Linked DNA regions of Mus musculus: regions 1 and 2 are each linked to region 3. A link is a contact called in public HiChIP or PLAC-seq data. All regions are on one chromosome and are shown on one strand. Each heading gives the region's core, a stretch centred on a gene start, on an enhancer-like site or on the middle of the called end of the contact. The rest is flanking DNA. Distances are from core to core; before and after follow the strand shown.

Evidence for each region. HiChIP or PLAC-seq counts read pairs in DNA pulled down with a chosen protein or histone mark.
Region 1: a contact with region 3 is called in an H3K27ac HiChIP or PLAC-seq map of microglia, with 6 times the contacts expected there. The contact joins the enhancer-like site here to the promoter of Pus10 in region 3. A contact is called at or near these places in 2 of 39 promoter capture datasets (the C10 cell line and pre-B cells), 1 of 15 datasets of contacts at CTCF or cohesin (large pre-B cells), 7 of 484 Hi-C or Micro-C datasets (CD4 T cells, CD8 T cells and embryonic stem cells), 11 of 115 datasets of contacts at active chromatin or transcription factors (the 230-238 cell line, CD8 T cells, the SCID.adh cell line and 7 more) and 4 of 9 other capture datasets (adipose tissue, embryonic stem cells, liver and 1 more).
Region 2: a contact with region 3 is called in an H3K27ac HiChIP or PLAC-seq map of embryonic stem cells, with 8 read pairs. The contact joins the enhancer-like site here to the promoter of Pus10 in region 3. A contact is called at or near these places in 1 of 39 promoter capture datasets (the C10 cell line), 2 of 115 datasets of contacts at active chromatin or transcription factors (bone marrow-derived macrophages and embryonic stem cells) and 3 of 9 other capture datasets (adipose tissue, liver and pancreatic islet).

What each region holds. Positions count from the first base shown.
Region 1 is chr11:23,828,742-23,832,207 of GRCm38.p6, forward strand. No RefSeq gene overlaps it. Among named protein-coding and RNA genes, the nearest start is that of Gm39612, 12 kb to the left of the region's middle. Within about 2 kb of position 1,755, at least 5 of the 459 cell types and tissues checked have an H3K27ac peak or open chromatin away from gene starts, as enhancers often do. A contact at or near this core is called in bone marrow-derived macrophages and microglia, where this site is marked.
Region 2 is chr11:23,800,003-23,803,503 of GRCm38.p6, forward strand. No RefSeq gene overlaps it. Among named protein-coding and RNA genes, the nearest start is that of Gm39612, 17 kb to the right of the region's middle. Within about 2 kb of position 2,074, at least 28 of the 459 cell types and tissues checked have an H3K27ac peak or open chromatin away from gene starts, as enhancers often do. A contact at or near this core is called in embryonic stem cells, where this site is marked.
Region 3 is chr11:23,664,577-23,667,822 of GRCm38.p6, forward strand. It overlaps Pus10 (pseudouridylate synthase 10), which reads left to right and starts at 1,416. Exons shown (of 18, transcript NM_028304.3): 1 at 1,416-1,877; 2 at 2,702-2,838. The coding sequence starts at 2,713. Pex13 (peroxisomal biogenesis factor 13) reads right to left here and starts at 1,307. Exons shown (of 4, transcript NM_023651.5): 1 at 1,171-1,307. The coding sequence starts at 1,268.

The DNA.
Region 1 (3,466 bases), core at 505-3,004, 160 kb after region 3:
TGGTCTACAGAGTGAGTTCCAGGACAGCCAGAGCTATACAGAGAAACCCTGTCTCAAAAAAAACAAAAACAAAAAAAGAACTTCAAGGCTCTGAAGAATGAAATCGAAGAAGATCTCAGAAGATGGAAAGACCTCCCGTGCTCATGGATAGGCAGGATTAATATAGTAAAAATCTCTTGCCAAAAGCAATCTACAGATTCAATGCAATCCCTATCTAAATTCAAGCTCAATTCTTCACAGAGTTAGAAAGGGCAATTTGCAAATTCATCGGAATAACAAAAAAAACTATGATAGCAAAATCTATTGTCAACATAAAAGAACCTTTGGTGGAATCACCATCGGTGACCTAAAGCTGTACTACAGAGCAATTGTGATAAAACAAAAACAAAAACAACCAAAAAACTGCATGGTACTGGTACAATGACAGACAGGCAGTTCAATGGAATAGAATTGAAGACACGGAAATGAACACACACACCTATGGTCACTTGATCTTTGACAAAGGAGCTAAAACCATCCAGTGGAAAAGAGACAGCATTTTCAACAAATGATGCTGGTACAACTGATGGTTATCATGTAGAAGAATGTGAATTGATCCATTCTTATCTCCTTGTACAAAGCTCAAGTCTAAGTGGATCAAGAAACTCCACATAAAACCAGAGACACTGAAATTTATAGAGGAGAAAGTGGGGAAGAGCCTCGAAGATATGGGCACAGGGGAAAAATTCCTGAACATAACAGCAATGGCTTGTGCTGTAATATCGAGAATCAACAAATGGGACCTCATAAAACTGCAAAGCTTCTGTAAGGCAAAAGACACTGTCAATAAGACAAAAAGATTGGGAAAGGATCTTTACCAATCCTAAATCCTATAGGGGGACTAATATCCAATATATACAAAGAACTCAAGAAGCTGGACTCCAGAAAATTAAACAACCCTTTTTAAAAATTGGGTATAGAGCTGAACAAAGAATTCTCAACTGAGGAATATTAAATGGCTGAGAAGCACCTAAAAAATGTCCAACATCCTTAATCATCAGGGAAATGCAAATCAAAACAAATCTGAGATTCCACCTCACACAAGTCAGAATGGCTAAGATCAAAAATTCAGGTGACAGCAGATGCTGTCGAGGATGAGGAGAAAGAGGAACACTCCTTCATTGGTATTGCAAGCTGGTACAACCACTCTGGAAATCAGTCTGGCAGTTCCTCAGAAAGTTGGACATAGTACTATCAGAAGATCCAGCAATACCTCTTCTGGGAATATACTCAGAAGATGTTCCAACTTGTAACAAAGACACATGCTCCACTATGTTCATAGCAGCCTTATTTATAATAGCCAGAAGCTGGAAAGAACCCAGTTGTCCCTCAACAGAAGAATAGATACAGAAAATGTGGTACATTTATACAATGGAGTATTACTAAGCTATTAAAACCAATGAATTTATGAATTTATGAAATTCTTAGGCAAATGGATGGATCTGGAGGATATCATCCTGAGTGAGGTAACCCAATCACAACAGAACACACATGATACGCACTCACTGATGAGTTGATATTAGCCCAGAAACTTAGAATACCCTAGATACAATTTGCAAAACACATGAAACTCAAGAAGAAGGAAGACCAAAGTGTGGATACTTCGTTCCTCCTTAGAATGGGGAACAAAATACCCATGGAAGGAGTTACAGAGACAAAGTTCAAAGCAGAGCTTGAAGGAACAACCAGAGATTGACTTACTTGGGGATCCACCCCATAAACAACCACCAAACCCAGATGCCAACAAGAGCTGACTGGAATCTGAAATAGCTGTCTCCTGCGAGGCTCTGCCAGTGCCTGGCAAATACAGAAGTGGATGCTCACAGTCATCCATTGGATGGAACATAAGGTCCCCAATGAAAGAGCCAGACAAAGTACCCAGGGAGCTTTAGGGGTCTGAAGCCCCATAGGAGGAACATTAATATGAACTTACCAATACCCCCAGAGCTCCTTAGAACTATACTACCAATCAAAGAAAACACATGGAGGAACTTGTGGCTCTAGCCATACATGTAGCAGAGGATAGCCTAGTTGTTCGTCAATGGGAGGAGAGGCCCTTGGTCCTGTGAAGGCTCTATGCCCCAGTATAGGGGATACCAGGACCAGGAATGGACGTGGGTGGGTTGTGGAGCAGGGGGAGGTGGGAAGGGATTGGGGATTTTTGGAGGGGAAACTAGGAAAGGGGATAACATTTGAAATGTAAATATAGAAAATATCTAATAGAAAATTAGTATTCAGCTACTATGGAGTAAGATCCATCTCAACCTGTACCCACAGCAAATATAATATTGTCTGCCATTATGCTTTTCAAAATCTCCCCTCCTTAATGTCTGCAGCCCCTGAGCATAAGATGGAAGCACCATTGTAAGATTCCATGGGAAGTCTGGGTGGAAATGCAAACTACAGGATACCTTCTATTCCTCTACCTGCTATCTTCTATTAATCCGATTTTGAAAAAAGAATTTTTCTTTTCAGAGGGACAATCATTAAAATGCAGGAGCAGGTAGCAATGATCTTTGAGGGACTACTGACTGACAAGATGATGTGGAGGGAAACTTTTGGAGGATTGAGACTATGTCCCGTCAAGGAGTACAGATAATATGAAAGGCACCAATCAGTCATATACTCTGGTGTCTTATTTTGCCTGTAAAGATTTGTGGAAATCACTACCCCCCCCCCTTTTTTTTTAATCAGGAATGACTTAGCTCTGGAAATCTACACATTAGAAGGTCCTCCTTTCAATCACTAATGACATAAGAGAAATTACTCAAGGTGGCCCAGGGAGTCATGGCTTATTCAAAGGTGCTCAGCCTGATGTGAGGCAGAGACTGTCTTAGAGCAAAGGACAGATCTCACATGTATATGTGTTGTGGAATGGGGCTTGATCCTATAAAATATGCAAGTAGAGACTTCAAAGAGGTGAAGTGTGTGGACAACTTGCTCAAGCATGGGACATGCTGGTGACTTCTCATTACTGGACATTCTCTCAGGGGTGATTTCCCCAAGTTCAGTGAAATCTTGAATCAATGAGAAACAATGGATTCTTTCTAGAATAAAAATTTTAAATTTGAGAAAGACCATGTGTTAGTCTTCCTGAATCAAATGTTCACGTTTCTGCTGTCTTTCCAGTTGAACAAAATACTACCTTATCTGCTGAGACTGGCTAGGTTAAAATGCCCATTTCCAAACATCTTGTGGTAACATGGATGGAAACATGTTTATACTCAAAACTAGTAGAGTTGATTGTTTAGAGAACACACACACAAACACACACACCAGATTGGATAAATCTATGAATTTTTAAAATCCCTTTTCTATGGATTCAACCCATTCTAGGTAAAAAAATATTTGGACAGTGTACTGTCTAGTTTTGTGTCAACTTGACACAGGCTGGAGTTATCTCAGAGAAAGGAGTTTCAATTGGGGA
Region 2 (3,501 bases), core at 824-3,323, 140 kb after region 3:
GGTTATAGAGGCAACCAACCACTGTTGGGTTGGTTTTAAAGCCTGCTCCACAGGAGGGATTCATGCCTGCTAATATGAGCCTGGTTAAAAGCCATGGCTCAGGAGATCACAAACCTGGAGAGGGAGGGTTCTACTAAGTGGCCATGTTGTCAGACTCCCTTCCATATATATATATATATATATATATATATATATGCTTGTGAACAGGGACTAGTGCCATTTCCAACCTTTAGAGTAGCTTTTTTTGCAGTAGTCAGAAGTTCATACAGAGAGCGCCAATTCTCAAAAAAGTGACTCTTGAGTGCTTAGCCCTAAATGAGATATCTCTATCTCATTTAGCCTGTCCCTAGGGCCCAAGGAGCATCTCTCTCACAAGACAGGCAGAAAGTATGTAGGAACTGGAGGCTGGGAGGGAGTGCTGGGAAACGCCATCCTCTGGACATAACTTGGCCACTGCAGCCATGAGCTCACAGCAGCTGTGCTCGCCTGCACAAGATCAAGCCAATCACAGTCCAATGTTTACAAACAAAACAAGACAAAGAATGGGAGGGGAGAAGAAATGGGAGTGCACATGCATTGTTTACTTATATGACATTGTCAAAGAATAGAAAGGCATTCTTTTTCTTTCCTTTTCTCTCTCTCCTTTTCTCTACTTTTCTTTTAGTTTTGTTTTTGTTTTTCAAGTAAGGACTTCTCTGTGTAGCCCTGGCTGTCCTAGAACTTGCTTTGTAGACCAGGCTCAAACTCACACAGATGCCTCTGCCTCCTGAGTGCTAGGATTAAAGATATGCATCCCCACTGCCCGGCTTCTTCCTTTTCCTCTTCCCCTTCCTCTTCCTCTTCCTCTTCCTCTTCTCCTCCTTCTTCTCCTTTTTTTCCTTTTATTTTTATGAGCTGGAGATGTAGTATGGATGTAGTTTTATGGTGGAGAACTTGCCTGGTCAGCACCAGAGGCCATGGGTTTGAGCCCTAGCATTGCCAAAAAAAAAAGAAAAAAAAAAAAAGAAAAATGGGACCATATTTAAATCATAGCACCCAGGACACAGCCCACATCCTCTTGTGAGGAGTTGTTGAAATGGTATGCTGCCACACTGGCATTCTAGGTGGCATGTATGTGTGTGTGTGGTATGTGTGAGTGTGTAGTGTGTGAGTGGTATGTGTGTGTGAGTGGTATGTGTGTGTGAGTGGTATGTGTGTGTGTGTGTGGTATGTATGAGTGTATGTGTGTAGTGTGTGTGTTATGGGAGAGTGTGTGTGTGTGTGTATGAGAGAGAGAGAGAGAGAGAGAGAGAGAGAGAGAGAGAGAAATAGAGACACAGACACAGAGACAGAGAGAGGGAGATGTAATGTTTGCACTTTATCTGGTATAAATGTATTCACAATGGAAGGTTTCAAGCAGCCAAAGCTACGCTTTCAGAACCTCTTAATTATTTCAGAACCTGAATTATTTCTTATCTCTTGTGAGCCCTGAAAGCATTCTTTCTTGCCTCAGATTTCTTTGGTCTTGGGTAGCTGTCTCCAAAATCAGCTTTCTCACTTTAATCTGAAGATAAAACTCAGGATATTTTTGAAATTTAGTTGCTAGCTAACTTCTGAGGGCAGATGCCAGATCTATGCCCAGTCCAGGGACTGGCCTAGCTAGGGCAGTGGGTAATGACAAAGGGACACACACACACATACAGAGAAGCTGGGCTTGGACAGTGTGGACTCTGGAGGCTCAGTGTGTTCCTTATATGCAGTTGAACAGAGAGGCAGGGATGTTGCATACAGCTGAACAGGGAGGTAGGATTATTTCATATAGATAACAAGGAGGCAGGCAGGCTTATTATACACAGATGAACAAGGAGACAGGTTCAGCTGATCTTGGTAGACGTAAATAGAAGTGATCCGTAAACACCGAGGAATGGGGGAAGAGAAAGCCATGGAGGAACATTTTCTGTACAAACTGTCAACAGTTCCTGTAAGCATCACCTGGGGAAGACTTTGCCACTCCCATTGGGCAAGGCATTGAGGTTCTTGGCTGCACCCAGGCCAAACAATACACTCAGTCAATGGCTCCCGGAAGACAGACGTTTGTTATCTTATTCACATCTGTACTCCCAGCACCTTTGTGGCAGCTCCTGCAAATGCCAGCAGAGTAATGAGCTACATGAAAGAAGAAGGAAATCCAGCTCAGCACGACTCAGTAGCCAGTGTTGGTTCAAACTTTTAGAGTCTGACCCGGAGCAGTTTATTCTAGGCCTATTTAAATATAGTATGACTTTGCAAAAAGGTTTTCTGATAACAACTATCACAATAAAGCTTAAGGTGAGACTACCCAGAAACTCTTGTAAAGTATAGGTGACTTTCCCTAAAAGAATGGATTCTATAGCTTATGGGCCTAGGGGAGGAGCTAGTGTGGTAAAGGTCATTATAGAGGTAGGTCATCCATCTAGGGATAGGTTCTGTTGACTGAGAAACTGTGCTTTAGATAAAGGTCAATGGAGGAAGAATCTGGGATAAACAGCTGTCTGGAGGATTCAGATGTGACCTCGCCCTATACATAGCACAGGTCACCAAGCTATTAACTACACCCACTCCCAGCCTTCTGGGTAGAAAACAGATATACATCTCCTCTGTTGGGGAGATAACCCTGGGTGTTTAACATTCCTGGGTTTTCTAGTGAACACACAGACCTCCTGCCCTCTACACACCTGGAACATTTCTATACAGACTGGAATCAACTATACATCCCTTACGCCTGCTGTATGGAAAGCTGTTGGTGTGTTTGTCAATGGAAGTATTTTACTGGTGGATATACAGTCATTGTCTTCCTCTGCTTGGTATTAAAACTCTGTGGCAGGCAGCAGAAGTTTTTCGGACCCTGGGGTAGTGGAGCATCCCATGGGTCTTCTATGTGCCTCTGTCATTGCCCATCTTTTTCTCCGAGACAAGCACTTTCTCCTTCAGTTCATTATTTCCTTCCTTATCATGCGTTAGCTGACACTGCTTGTCACACTGACCAGTGTTTTCCTCCTTATTTCATTTTGCTTTAGAGTCTCCATGATTGTTTTCCTGACTGACTCAGTACATCCTGTAGGGTAGGGTCTGGTCTATCACAGTGAGCAACATGGAAGCAGGACATTTTGAATCTGCCAAAAACATGCTCACCGAGGCAGATCCTATTCTTTCCCCTTCTTAGGTATCGATGTCCCACTAGGCAATATCTAACCAGGCCTGGGCTCTACTTACCACTGGTTGTATGAAGCCCATCTCACCTTCCCAGACCTGAAAATACCTCTTCAGAGTTTCTCTAGTCAGTTCCCTAGAGGTCGGTATCCGTAATGTCAGCATTCCAGTGATGATGGACAGCCCTCCCCTGCCGCAGAAAGTAAACCTGTGCCAGAATGTCGTACACTCTTTGCTCATCCTTCCAGATCATGCTCCCGTCCCAGTCTCTCCACAGCTGCATGACTGCATGGTATAATTCCCACAGCCTGTAAACATGAGTCCCCAGTTTAG
Region 3 (3,246 bases), core at 166-2,665:
AAAAAAGGAATCCAATATCACATAGGAACATAAATCTTAAAATAATACAGAATCCAGGACAGTATATTAAAAAAAGGAAGCTAAGTAGGTTCATTTAAAAATGCAAGATAAGTTCAACATTAATGGAATAACCCATAATTGCATACCATTAGTAAAACAAATATAAACAGGTACAGAAAACAATCATAAAATTTAAGGCACATACAACAAAACAACAACAAACCCAGAAGGCTAAGTAATGTTCAGAGAAGTTTAACGGGATAGCAAAGAACACACTTAGAAACATTCTAATGAAAGTATCACCAATAAGTGTTGCTTTAACACGAAAAATACAGCTTATCACTCTAATTGTATCTATTAGTTACTGTGCCCAAGTGTTTTAGTACTTTTAAAAGAGCACCAGATTTTCCAATAAGAGAAAAGTACTCCAACGTACAGAGATTTTTACGCGCCAGGAAAACGTACAAACTTGCTCTGAAATCATGTCGCCTGGATTAAGGTATCTATTTATCCAAAGAAAACACAGGTTCCTGAAACTCTAATTCTGTTTTAAATTTTTAAAAGTTGCAGACCCATTTGTTACTGATTTAAATCAAAGCAAATAAAAACTTTATAGGCCTTAGACGACAGTCACACACACAATTTTGTACACAAAGGCTACCCACAGACCTCGAATTCCTGTCTTAGAATTCTTTCAACCCTCAACCTAAACGTTAAGTTATGCTAGAAAAGAAAGCCAAGGGTAAGAGCTTGGATTCCATGTTGCGTAAACGTGACCTTTGGGTCGTTCAACCAACTTCTGGAGAGGCTGTAAAGCTTTTCCATGACTTTTGCTCTCTATCCTTGTCCTGGCTGGGCCAACGTCGCGCTCGGCAGCAGACCCAAGCTCGTCGCTTTGAAGCGGGTCAGGCTGTCCCGCCCCCCCATGTCCCGCAAAAGCGAAAAGGCAGGGAAGCGCCGCTTTTCTTTCTAGCTCCTGCATCCGTGGGGCCGGCGGGGCGCCCGGGGGAAGAACGGGCGGTCGTACAGCCAGCAGACTCCAGACCCGCTCTGCACTCGCCCCGGGCCGGCAGCGGGAAGCGACGCCTCCCCCCAATAACGGCTTCAACCGCCTCCTGCCAAGTCCCCGCTCTGGCCTCCAAAGTCGCGGCCCAAACACCTCACACTCACTGGTAAGTGGGGCCGGGGCCGGAGCCCGGCCCGGGGCCGGCCCCGGGAATTCTGCGAGACTCCCAGGGTTTGGGGGGCGGCGGCGGCTGGGAGGCCATCTCTCCGCCAGCTCCGCTCCGGCTCAGGGAAGCGACTGCGACGGCTGGGTGAAGGAGCGCCTCGCTTGCCAGGCACGACAGGCAGAACACCGAGCCCTCCGCCCCGCCCACGCCTGACGTCAGGCCAAGGCGTGTGGTCAGGCGAAGCTGGAGGAAGGAGGAAGGGAACAGCTAATTTGCTGGGGTGTGGGAGGGGGTCGGGAGTCGGGAGAGCGGGACGTCCCTCTTTCTTTTCCCTAGTCTGGGTTTCAAATTTGAGTAGGGGCTCATCGACGTTTCTGGCAGCAGCTACTACGACCTAGGTGCCGAGTCCGTCGGAGGCTCCTTTGCCGGCCGACCCTTTAAGGCTAGCAGTAAAGCCCCTCGCAGTCTTTCGTTCGTAGAGCTAGGGGGAGTGCAGGCTGCCAGGCGGACAGCCTTACAGGTCACCGTGTAAGACGAGGGGGTTCCTGCATTCCTCTCGTGAGGGGCCTGGTACTTTCGTTGTAAAGCTCTGGTTTTCTTGGGGAACACAACGGCTGAGCGCAGTAGGTGCGCTGTCTTTACTCTTCCCCGTTCCCACCCAGGGCCGAAAAGGGTTAAGACTCGGCTGCGGCATCTTGGGAGAAGGTAAGGCCTAGGAAGTACGAGGTGAGGGGTTAGGGACTGGGTGTCGAAGAGGCGTAGCTGCAGTCCCTTTTGTTTGTTAGTCAGGTGGAGTGAGTGGTAAGTTTCTAGAACCTCAGCACATAGAGTTAAGGGCTTGTTTGGCCAGAACAGAGCTTTCCCCTTACCTTTCCCCTACTCCCATGCCAGAGGACGAACTATGCCTGTGCAGGAGGAAATGCATTAAAAAAGATCTTATGGTGTGAAACTCAAGACTGTTTCAGCTACCCCCCTCTCCCCCGCTGGCTTTGATTCTCTATTTAGCCTAGGTTAGCTTTGAACTCATGGAGATCTTCTTGTTTCTTGTGTACTGAAATTATAAGCGTGAGCGCTTACACCTGGCAAGAAGATGCATTTTTACATAATTATTTCCAACTCCTCATAGACTCTTTACTTAACATTAAATTAATAGGTTAAGTGAACTGATAGACGGGATTATGAAACTGAAATAAATACTTGGCCACATGGAGTTTCTTGATTTTTTTTTCTTTAATAGAGTATATTCCCATATTGTAAGTACTTCCTTGAAAGGTTTACACAGGCAACCCTGAGTGGTCCCAAGTCCCGGAATCGGAAAGTTTTTAATGTCATGTCCAGAGCAAGCTTGTCTTTCTTTGTTCCTCTCCCCTGTAATCCACATACTCACTTAGTCAAGTTCATATTTTAGAATATAGATATGACAAGCAGTATTTGAAGGGTACAAAATAGAATTTTTCAAATGAAAGCTTTTCTTTTTAAGGACATAAATACAGCACGTAGCTGTAGAATACTGAAAGTGCTCATTTTAGTTTCTTCTAGTATGCTTCCACTGACTGAGGAGAACAAGCACGTGGCACAGCTGTTGTTCAGTTCTGGCACCTGTCCAAGATGCATCTTAAGATTCTGTGGTGTGGATCTTCCCGCACCTTACAAACACCCATCCAAGGTATATTCTTTTTAAATTAAAGAATGTTTTTTTATAGTTTGGAATGAATGTCACTAGCTTTGAGTCCTGTGAGTAACATATAATTCCACTAAAAAAGGAAGATTATCAGCTATTGGATGGGTCACACGGCCCCCAATGGAGGAGCTAGAGAAAGTACCCAAGGAGCTAAAGGGAACTGCAACCCTATATGTGGAACAACAATATGAACTAACCAGTACCCCGGAGCTCTTGTCTCTAGCTGCCTATGTATCAAAAGATGGCCTAGTCAGCCATCACTGGAAAGAGAGGCCCTTTGGACTTGCAAACTTTATATGCCCCAGTACAGGGGAACGCCAGGGCCAAAAAGGGGAAGTGGGTGGGTAGGGGATTGGGGGGGTGGGTATGGGGGAACTTTTGGGATAGCATGGG